2 separate regions of the Mus musculus genome follow, and region 1 is linked to region 2. A link is a contact called in public Hi-C data. All regions are on one chromosome and are shown on one strand. The core of a region is the stretch at or near the end of the contact, and the rest is flanking DNA. Distances in the headings are between cores, read along the strand shown. Region 1 overlaps Fam104a (family with sequence similarity 104, member A). Region 2 overlaps Cdc42ep4 (CDC42 effector protein (Rho GTPase binding) 4).

The links. Hi-C and Micro-C count contacts between places; a contact is called where the count stands out from the background.
Region 1: a contact with region 2 is called in a Hi-C map of liver, with 1.9 times the contacts expected there. The contact joins two enhancer-like sites. A contact is called at or near these places in 3 of 39 promoter capture datasets (embryonic stem cells, fetal liver and liver), 13 of 484 Hi-C or Micro-C datasets (the G1E-ER4 cell line, the HPC-7 cell line, the N1E-115 cell line and 4 more), 5 of 115 datasets of contacts at active chromatin or transcription factors (double positive thymocytes, embryonic stem cells and pancreatic cancer cells) and 3 of 9 other capture datasets (adipose tissue, liver and pancreatic islet).

The regions. Positions count from the first base shown.
Region 1 is chr11:113,664,910-113,670,366 of GRCm38.p6, forward strand. All of the region lies in intron 2 of Fam104a (family with sequence similarity 104, member A), which reads right to left. It also overlaps a transcript of Cog1 not described here. Among named protein-coding and RNA genes, the nearest start is that of Fam104a, 17 kb to the right of the region's middle. Within about 2 kb of position 2,357, at least 75 of the 459 cell types and tissues checked have an H3K27ac peak or open chromatin away from gene starts, as enhancers often do. A contact at or near this core is called in the G1E-ER4 cell line, the HPC-7 cell line, liver and 1 more, where this site is marked.
Region 2 is chr11:113,730,411-113,735,947 of GRCm38.p6, forward strand. All of the region lies in intron 1 of Cdc42ep4 (CDC42 effector protein (Rho GTPase binding) 4), which reads right to left. Among named protein-coding and RNA genes, the nearest start is that of Cdc42ep4, 19 kb to the right of the region's middle. Within about 2 kb of position 3,766, at least 186 of the 459 cell types and tissues checked have an H3K27ac peak or open chromatin away from gene starts, as enhancers often do. A contact at or near this core is called in the G1E-ER4 cell line, the HPC-7 cell line, liver and 1 more, where this site is marked.

The sequences.
Region 1 (5,457 bases), core at 1,107-3,606, 67 kb before region 2:
GCTAACTCATCTAAAACAGCAAAATGCCTTGCTCAGAAGTGGCCATCAGTACACCTGAAACCCCTTATCCTTAGGTGATTTGAGCTGTCTCACACAGGCATATATATACTCAGTGCTCACATTAAACTAGAATTCAGAATAGGATTCTAAGGAACTCAGGTGGCAGAAATGGCTGGAGTTAATTTTCTTAAGCCTTAACTCAAAGCCAGTAGCAAAACAAAGCTTACAAAGGTCTTGATTGCCTAAGCTACCTTAGCATCCTAGAATGGCTACCTGCACTTGAGAAGGTCATGAATATGTAAGTACGCTACCACCCTGGATCAGAACCCACCCACAAGAGGTTCTTTCCTCTTAGTCTGCTTTCCTTACTATTTCTTGTTACAGGCACTTCCTGAAAATTAAGGCAAGAACTAGAATTGTCTTTAGTAAGTCATTTGCATGTCTAATTTTATGTATTTCAAACTATAACAGTCAAAATGACACTCTTCAGAAAAGATGAGAGCTCATTAACAGGCCAGGAGAGCTCTCCAACTTTTTAAGTATATTTCAACTCACTGGTCCCGCTGGGGTTTCCTGGGCAGCTGTCCTCCTGTGTAGCACAGGCTGCCCTCATGTGGAGTGCTGTCCTCACGCCCCCATGGGCAGGGATTCCAGGTGTACACCACCATACCAATTTTTTGTTTCATTTATTTTGTTTCCTAGGTTCACTTTTAAATCTTGTCTTCACTTAAAATGTCTCACAAACAAACATCTAGCAAAACTGGTTACATTATAATATATCTATTATATATGTATCACAAAATTATCCTCAGCATTAACAAATACCAGAAACTTACACATCTACAAAGTCTCTTGTTCTTTAAACTGAACCCTATATAGTGTACAGGGGCAAGGTTGTTGTTTTGTTTTGTTTTGTTTTTCTTTTTCTTGAGCTGGCAAGATGGCATAGCAGATAAAGGCACTTATTTGCCACAAAACCTGACATCCTGACTTTGATTTGTGGGTCCAACCTGTTGGAAGAAGAGAACCAATTCCCCAAAAAGTTGTGTAAATAACATCTATGTAGTAAAAATTCTTTTAAAAAATATTTTCTTTCCCCCACACATAAAAGGGCAGCACATTTGGACTCTTGAGTTTTTAAGAGAGAACACAGAGCTGGGTGGGAAGTGAAGTTGAGATAGATCTCTTGAGGAGTTGGGGATCAAAACATACTGCATAAAATTCTGAAAGAATTTATAAAATATTTTAGTTTAAAAACTTTATCATATACATATTATGTATGTCAAAAAAAGTCTGGAAGACACAGGAAGCAAGGCATTTAGAATTTAGGTTTTCTACATTATTTAACTACTTTATTTCCATTTTTAAATTCCTTCGTGTGTGTGTGTGCGCACACACACACGAGAGGGGCACATAAACATGGGTTTATGTGCACAACATTCTGGCAAAGCCAGAGGCCAACAGAGGGTATCTGGTCCCTGGGCCTGGCGTTACAGATGGTTATCAGCTGCCATGACGGTGCTGGCAGATGACTACGTCTGAAACAGCAGTAAGTGCCATCAGTCATTTCTCCAGATCCAGTTATTTTTTTAAAAAGAGTTTACACAAAAAAATGTATTTAGAGGGAGAAAAATTAACCACAGATTTAAAAAAAAAGTTACTACAAAACAGAGTAAAGTCTTTAGTGACTTCCAACTTCAAGACACACTCTAAAAAGCTACTCATGTGTCTAGTCATTAGATTATGGGGACAGTTTCACCTTCCCTGACTACCAAGGACTGAAAGGCTTGCAGGCCGGAATGACTCTACCAGGAGACGCCTCTCATCAAGGTCTTCTTCCTCCCTTCAGTTCCACAAGAGGAAATGGGGCAGTGTTGCAAAGCCCCTCCCCAAAGCCGTCTGCAGGCCCGGATGAGCTGCATCGCCAGTCTCCGAGCAAAAGCACCCAGTGCCCTGTGCTGTCTGGCCCCGCCCTCCCAGCCACAGGTGAAAAGCAAGGTTCCTTCCCAGTCTGGAAACAAGGAATGGGCAAAGCCTGGCCACGCCCTCTCACCAGGTGATGCTAACTTTTAACATTAACTCGAGGGCTGCAAGGGGGACGGCCCTTGTTACACCTGTGCTTGAAAGGCACTAAATTCTTTTCCCAACACTGGTGCCGTGTTGTTTGCTAACAGCATCCTCAGGAAAGCAGTGGCCACTCTAAAGAATCCAGTTTTGAAAATTTGAAGAAAAGGAGTCTCAAATACAGTCAGCCATTATATCCTCATAACCACCTGGCAGCACGGTACAGCCAGAAGGGCACTGTCCTGGGACAAATTGTGGAGTCCTTATAGGCTTCTGATGTACTTGCCAGAACACCAGCTGCTCTCATGCCCACTATGCAAACAAACAAATGTGCCTGCTATTAGGCTGTCCCCAGAGCTGCTCAGGCACTTGGTAAACATTTACTAAGCTCAGTCAGGGGAAATGGTGGTAATGAATCCACAGATAACCAGAGTCCAAGACTACTTACTGGGAGAGAAAGGCAGCGGAGCATGCTGGGTAAACATGGGAGAGGAAGGATCCTAAGGGTGGCTCTGCTAGTCTATGAGCTAAACTTTAAATAGGCAGGAAACAACAAACCAGGAACAAATGAAAAAAGTGTCTTGAGGGTGACAAGTTCCCAGTGTGGTACCTGTGGCACAGCTGGACTGTGTCAAGGGCTGGTGAACTATAAAACACAGAGAGAGGTTGTAGCTAGAGTACACGAGCCACTGAGGCCCCAGCAGAGGTTCTGAGCACTCAAGTCATGCTTCTAGTTGGAATCTTAAGTTAGGATCACAGGGATTTGTATGTGATGAAGATACAGAAGAAAGGCCCATGGAGGTTTCCTCATAAGGCTGAGCAGGAGGTGGTCACAGGGGACTAGAAATGTTGGAGGTATATGTCATACCCCGAGTGGGACTGCAGGGCTCAGAGGGAGATGAAGGAGACACCCAGCTAACTAAGGACACAGGACATGCATGCAAGGGCAGCAGCTATCAGGAAACACTTGTTGAATTATCACCTGCTCTGCTCACACTACCTGCAAGTTTTAGCTGAGTCAACAACGAAGCCAAGCAAGGAGAGGAAGGGAATGTTCCTGAGAAAATACCACAGGCTACAGACAGACAAGGCGGATGGGGTAGGGAAGGAGAGTAGGACGCTGCAGATGGGTGAGTTAGGAAGGAGAAGGGCACAAAAGCAGACCAGAGAAGAACCATGTTCACACCGTGAACCCGAAAGGTACGAAGGGAGAAAAACCCATCAACGGCCCCCGGGAACCTGGCAAGCTGTGACAGGCAGGAAGAAGGCACGATGCAGGAACTGCAGAGCAGAGAATGAATACACTATAGAAGGCCATCCTTGTTTTCTCTAATTCCTCACAAGAGACGGGGAACTGCTGTCCCCCTGGGTAGGCTTTACCATGCTGTGAAGCATGTTTAAACCCTTTCCAGCATGGCAGAAACGAAACACCTCTAAATACTGCTACTACTCAGAAGCTTTAGAAAGCTGCCCAAGCAAACATGTTAATTGTGGAGTCTCTATGCTTCATAAAAATCAAAACTAGGCCATGTATGGCCTGTAGTTCCAACATGCTGAAAATAAAGGAAGATCTTGAACTTAAAGCTGGCCTGGGCCATCTGAGCTATAAAATACTCAAGAACCAATTACAGAAAGGGAGACATCAAGCTAAACCAAGGATGGTGCTCCCTCCCTGTGCATGCTTCCTCCCCGATGGCCAGCCTGCACACAGTTAAATGGTGCTCCTCAGGCTGTGAGGGAACTCTTATCAAGTCTTACTAGGCTGTGTCCCCTCGGTGCCAGGCAAGAAGCACACACTGCTGCAACAGCACCCAATCAGTGATGAGGAAATCAACCCGGAAAGGTGTTGATGTGACCTGCTCCCAGGGAAGGATTCCACCTCTTCAGATGCTGGAGGCCAGGGAGGTCCTAGACCTTGGTGGGGAAGCTAAATGGATCTGATGTGCCCATTCAACTGCAATCTCCATCCTCCTAGTACAGATTAGTAAGTCTGGTGTAGGCAAGTGGGAACTTCTCAAGGATCTCTAAGCCGAACACGGGACATCTATAGCACCTCCTCCCTCGTATCACAGAAACTGGGAAGGAAAGACTGTAAGAGCCAGAGGAAGTAGGTGAGTGAGCATGTAATATGCTTCAGAGCACGGCAGTGTCTGTGCAGCTTGGAGCTCGGAGGAGAAGCATTTACTGGTGCAAGACATGTGCAAGATCAGACTAGGCTCAGGGGTAAAGGTACTTTACTGCCATGCCAGACAACCTGAGTTCAACAGCCAGGATCTACATAGTGTAAAGAGAAAACCAACTTCCATAAGTTGTTCACTGTTCTGTATAAATAAATAAAGGTAATTTTAAAAAGTTAAAGATTGGGACTGGATGGTGGTGGCACCTGCCTTTAATCCTAGCACTAGAGAGGCAGAGGCAGGTGGATCTCTGTGAGTTCAGTCAGGGCTGTTACACTTAGAAATCCCATTTCAAAAAAACAAAAGGAAAAAGCAAAGTTTTAGATGGGCTGTCAACATCCTGTCATGGAGGAAAGGGTCTGTGAGCTCCTACCTCCAAGACTGATCTGCAGATACTGGTAGCTGTGGGAGAAAGGGCTCACACACCTTTACCCCTCCCTGAGCATCTACAGACTCACTCCTGCAAGCAAACCCTAAGGAGCCCCAGGGTCATCACAAGTAGTAAACCAAACAATAAATGAAGACAGGAGAGTAGGGGGGGTTCTGGGTGGGAGGAGACCAGAAAGGCAGGGAGAAAGAGTTAATGTGCTAAAATACCTTAAGTGTACATGTGAAAATGCCATAATGTGGTCTATTATTATGTATAATTAACATATGCTAACTAATATAATCAAAACCAGAATGTAAGTGTATTTATCACCTAGAACACGTTTTCTCCCTTTATCACAAAAGAAAAGGAGGGGAGGAGAGAGGGAAGGAGGGAGGAAGCAAGCAAGGAGGAGGGGCGGGCAGGCGGGCGGGCAGGCAGGCAGGCAGGCAGGCAGGCTGGCTGGCTGGCTGGCTGGCTAGATGGATATATTATGGTTTTTATTGGTTGGCTGTTTTGGGTCTTACTATGCAGCCCTAGCTGCCCTGGAACTCACTCTGTAGACCAGGCTGGCCTCAAAACTCACAGATAAACTCACAGAGATCTGCCTGCCTCTGCCTCCTGAGTGCTGAGACTAACGGTGTGTTACACTATGCCCTGTCACTACGTCCATCTAGAAAAAGCATTTTAATCCTTCAGGCCTTAGCTTCTCTTTATCCCTATCTCCTCATTCACCGATGCTTTCAATTTATACGAACCTACAAAGGAACCACTCCCGTGAGTAACATGGCACACTCCTGTAATCCCACATCAGTGATGAAAGGCAGCACCATCATCAGAAGTCTAAGG
Region 2 (5,537 bases), core at 2,516-5,015:
GTGCAGGACCCTGGAGCCAGAGGACAGCACAGGGAGATGTCAGGGCAAGGTATCTGGCAAGGGCTCCACTGAAGTTTGTGCCAGTGTCCCAAGCCAGGCTCTTTCTCCCCAGCAGAGCTGGGTGGGATGGAGAGAGAGGGGTATAAGAATTTAATAAGCCGCCGGGCGTGGTGGCACACACCTTTAATCCCAGCACTCGGGAGGCAGAGGCAGGCAGATTTCTGAGTTCAAGGCCAGCCTGGTCTACAAAGTGAGTTCCAGGACAGCCAGGGCTATACAGAGAAACCCTGTCTCAAAAAACCAAAAAGAATTTAATAAGCCGCATGGGCAGAGTGTGACAGATGGGGCTGGGTCTCTCTCCAGGTGTCTGTCCCCTCCCTATCCTGCTGATAGCTAGAGCGCTAGGCCTTGCCCAGACCCACCTATCCCACTTGCAGAACTCAGAGAGGCCTAGGAGGCTTGCATTGCTTCTGCTGCCACATGCTAGGCCATCCCAGATCACCTGCCCCTGACGGTTGCTTAACTGATCTTCCTGGCTGCTGGCATTTCTTACACTCTTGTTCTTGCTTTCTTAGCTAAATAAACAATCAACCCCCACTCCGCCCTCCCCCAAGGGAACTCTGACCACAAGTCCACAAGTGACACTTTCTTCCCTGTGAACCTCCCAGGACCGTCCCTGCTGCTGGCCTTGATGTCACTGCCAGCCAGCAGCCCTTCCCTTGCTCTCTCACCCCACTCTGGGACTTGATGCAAGGGTGTCCTCTTCCAACACCCCACCATCCAGTGCCACCAACATCCTCAGCCAGGACAGTGTTGTTCCAAGGAAAGTCCCATAGCCAGGGCTAGCCCTCCAGGCCACCAGCTTCTCACAGCATCCCCTGGCAGGCACCTGTTACATCATTCCGTCCCTGCCAGCTGGATGCTAACATCCCTGACAGGCTACGGGCTTCCAGAGGGTCCTAACAGGTCTCAGTTCTAAATCCTGTCTAGCACCATGTGCCACACAGCTGGACTTCAAACACTCATGTAAAGTGTGGCCAGTCCTTGCTCCCCAGCCCCTGGTATCTCTCCCCTTCTGCCTTCATGTCAGCTCCTTTCAGTCCATAGCAGAACCTCTGGGCTCCTGGCTTGACTTCTCTATGCCCTCTGACTCTTTCCCTACAGTCTATAATTTCACACCAAACAGCCATCCAGTCTGATGACCACCCTCACCAGGGAGAGTGGATGCCCCTAACCATCCCCAAGCAATCACCCTGCTGGTTTCAGAGCAAACACCAAGGGGAGTCAGGGAGAACCCTAAGCCAAATGTGGAGGCTCTTTAGCCTAAAATATAAAAGGGCTGGAGAGATGGCTGAGTGGGTAAAATGTGTGCCACTCAAGTGTGATGACTGAGTCACAGATCCTCCAAGCCACTCAAATATGAGGAGAGTCCCAGATGCTCAGAATCGGTTAGGCTAGATATACCTGCATCCCAGCAGCCCTACAGAGAGACAGGAGGCAGAGAGAGGGTCGACAGAAGTTTGCAGGCTAGCTAGGCTGTCCTACGCCATGGTTAACAGAGACCTTGTCTGGAACAAGATGGAAGGGTAGGTGGGAGGTAGTCCTTCAACCTTCATACACAGACTGCGGTGTGATGTGTTTGATTTTTTTTTTTTTAATGTGTATGGGTCTTTTGCCTGAATGTATGTCTGTGTGCCACATGCATGCAGTGGCCATGGAGGCCAGAAGAGGGTGTTGTATACCCTGCAACTGGAGTTGCAGCTGGAGCCACCATTTAAGTCCTGGAAATCAAACCTGGGTCTTCTGGAAGAAAAGCCAGTGCTCTTAACCCCTAGGCCATCCCTCTAACTCCCTGCCCCCTAGTTAGAAAGAAAAGAAAAACAAAAAAAGGGAGAGAGAAAGCAAGGGAGGCCTGGTCTCTATGATCACAAAGGTGATCCAGGAGGGTGAGACGGATGGTGAGACGCCTCCGAGTGCTGGACTGGCACACGTGCTGCTGGAGGGACACCAGGCTACTCTTCCATCTTACGGGAGAGAGAGCGAGATTACTGAAGCACTGACTCAGCCTCAGCTGGGTTGACACCCCAGTGAGCCGTGCCAGCCCAGGGTGGGCACCTCTGAGGCTTTCTTCTGATTCTGGGTCCTTTACTAGAGCGCTGCTCACTGCCTCTATGGAGTGCCCTCCCTACCCTGAGGAGGAGGGAGCCTTCCATATTCTAAAAACAGTCGTGTTATTCTAGCATGGCCTGAGGATGCTCGGGGCCAGTCAAAGCAGTTTTCAACTATGGGTCGTGTTGGCATCCCTGGCCTCTGTTGTTAGACATTAACAGCATCCATTCCCCACACCCTCCACTCACAGCATCCCAGACGGCCAGGGCACACATTCTCCATATTCTCTGGGAGGCAAATCTGAGAAATGCTTTCCTATGTAAGATCACCCGAAACAGGAAACAGGGACATGAGCACGCAGAGGCCAGAGGGGAGCCCAAGATCATACTGACTTGTGAAAAGGCTTCTCAGTAAGTCCAGGAATCCCCCTCAAGACCTCGGAAGCTCGCCCATACTGTGGTTTTCCATCTGAAGTGCTCATTATAAAGAAAAGAGGAACCACAGCAGCCCAGGATTCTCCAGAAGTGTGCCCCTGGCCACCCAGATGGACCAAGGACCCAGTCCATGACAGTTAGAAGGAATGGTGAATCCATCGTCACCCTGTTAGCAACCCCCAATCCTAGCACTACTTTGCCCGTAGAGATATTAAAAAAAAAAATAGGGATAGAAATGACACGCAGTGACAATCACTGTGGCACTCCACATAACCGAATATCATCCTAGGCTAGACCTCGTGCCCCTTCTCCTCTGCCTCCTGAAGAACGGTGACAGGTCTACACAATGCCACCCGTTTCCTGTGATCTTGCTCCTGAGGCTGGGTATGGGCTGCACGGCTTGTGATTAGCAATTTCCAATATCTAGCAAGAGAGCTTAGATAGCGTCCCCAGTTCTCCCACCACCCATAAGGCTGGGTGAGCCGAGGCCTCATCTGGGGTCTCAGAGTTTGCATGCCTGTGACACAGCACACAGTAAGCTGCAAGGTCAATGAAAACTCAGCCAGAAACTTGTTTGAGGTTGTTAGCGTCAAGGGCCCAAGCAACAGTGAGTCACCTAAGCTTCTAACGGACAAGGGTTAAAGGGACGGAGGAGATGGTCAGGGTCCTTAGGGGAAGCAGAGAGTGAGGGTCTTGTATCTAGGTGGAAGCTGAGCCTGCCAGGAGCTGGCATTGGGAGGCCTCCAGCTCACTGCTGAAAGGATCTGACCACAGGGGCTGTGGCTTTGGGAGGAGTGTTGCTAAACACTATGAGTCACCCCTGGGGGAAGTGCCTAAAACAGGCTGCCTCATGAGGCCAGGTGGATATCCCACTCCAGAGGCCACATCCCACTTTCCTGGGTCAGCAGCTTGCAAGGTGGAGGGCACCGGCACCTTCCCATAAGGCATTGTCAACAAGCCCTGCCACCAACCCCACACACAGTCAAGACTCTGGGCCTGTCACCACCCTCCCTGGCAAGATGAACAGTGAACAATACCTTCCCAGATTGGCCAGCAGACTGACAAACAGGTTAGACTACATCAATGTATCCCACTCCAAATGCCCAGTGGCCTGTCCCTGGCATCTCAGCCTTAGGTGGGAGCCAGAGGTACACTCTCCTGAGAGAGCCAGCCAGCCAGCCAGCCAGCCAGGCCTCTCGCTCTGCAGCTGACCGGAGGCTCACCCCAGTCAGTATACAGAGTTACGTATGCTTCATCGACCACTGCCAAGGGCAGCCACACCCAGCCACACTTCCCTGGTTCTTGAGATCAGCACTAGGCAATGTGGCTGGACAGAAGAAGGCATTGGATACACAGAAACTTTGGCCACTAGTTCAGACTGGTTGTAAGCGGTTTTGTTTACCCTTCACTCACTCATTCAGTTGCTGTGATATTGTAGAGCCCCACAGTATCCACATAGAGCCAGCCCACCCTCTGTGCTTGCAAGAGTTCCTTCTACCCCGGAAGATTCAGCCAGTCGTAGTTAGAAAGCCTTCTGCAGGTGGGAATTCAACAGCTCTACAAAACATGCATAGATATCTTCCTTATGATTTTTTATAAGCAAGATAGCTCAGCTCTGCCTATCAACCTTTCACACGGTGTTGTGTATACAAGGAACCCAGAGCCTACTTGAAGGACACAGGAAGACACGTTGCATATATAACCTTATATGCAAAGCATGCAATTTTAGACAAAGGACTCAGGGACGAACATCTGGGATTCGGGTATCTGAAGGGTCGCAGAGAGCAATCACCATGAATACTGAAGGATGACCGTATTCTAGGCCGTGAAAACAGAACATTACCACTCCCAAGGTACAGCTGACAGCGAGTTGGGGGTAAGGCGGGGTGGGAGTGCGGTGTAAAGAGGGAACCAGGTGATGGGAGCGAGAGTGGAAGTGGGGGTCCTGGAGGAGGGTCTTCTGAGGAAGGGGCACTGTGAACGGAGCCACGAGCAACCAGAAGGCAGCTGTGTCAAACCCTGGCTCACAGGAAACGCACAACATTTCTGGGGTGGGAACATGCTTGTAGTATTTAAGGGACAGAACCAAAAATCCACATGCTCAGAGGACAAGCCAGGTGAGTGAGTGAGTGTGTGTGTGTGTGTGTGTGTGTGTGTGTGTGTGTGTGTGTGTGTAATGTAAACCAACAACCTTGGGAAGTTCCTAGTGGCGGCTAACCTGGAAGCCATGGGGGAGGGGAGACAGAAACTCAGTAAGGTTATTATTTTCTGGAGTTTGCAGCCAGGAGGAGGCAAGACCTGAGTGTGGCTGGGGAGGACACAGGGGAAGACATCCTGGGAGTGTTTCAGAGTTGTGGCCAATAGGAGTGGAGATGTCCCCAGTGGCAGATCAAAGGGCAGCCTCCATGGGGACTCCAGGGATCCTGTCCCAGAGCTGAGTCACACACACATACCTCTCTCCACAGGGCCGGCACTGTACCTGCCCCTAGGCAGAACTTAACTTCGTCCAAGTGTCCAGTGTTAACACTTTTTACATCAGGACAGGAAAACCAGCCTGCCGCAGGCCACATCTCTCCCAGAGAAGCTAGCGCTCCGCCTTTTGACAGTAGAGAAAGATCTGGTATTTTCTGGAACAGTCACTAGCCTTTATGAAACTTTTAAAAAGTTGTGGGGTGCTAAGGGCAGCAGAGGGACAGCTGAGGGACAGCAGAGCTACAGCAGCTTTGACACTGTGTTAGGAGGAGGAGGAGTTCTAAGGGGTGTGTGCTGGGATTAGAGATGCAGGCAACTCTGGTATAGCTGAGAGTCTGCTGTTTATACAAGGAACTTGGGATGTACTGGTTTAAGATACCCTCTGGCCTGAACAGCCACAATTCCAACACATAAAAGCCAGAGACAGAACCGCACACGATCATCAAGGACCCCCCCCCCCCCCCCACACACACACACACACACACTTCTCATCCTACGACAGACAAACATCTCTAAAATACC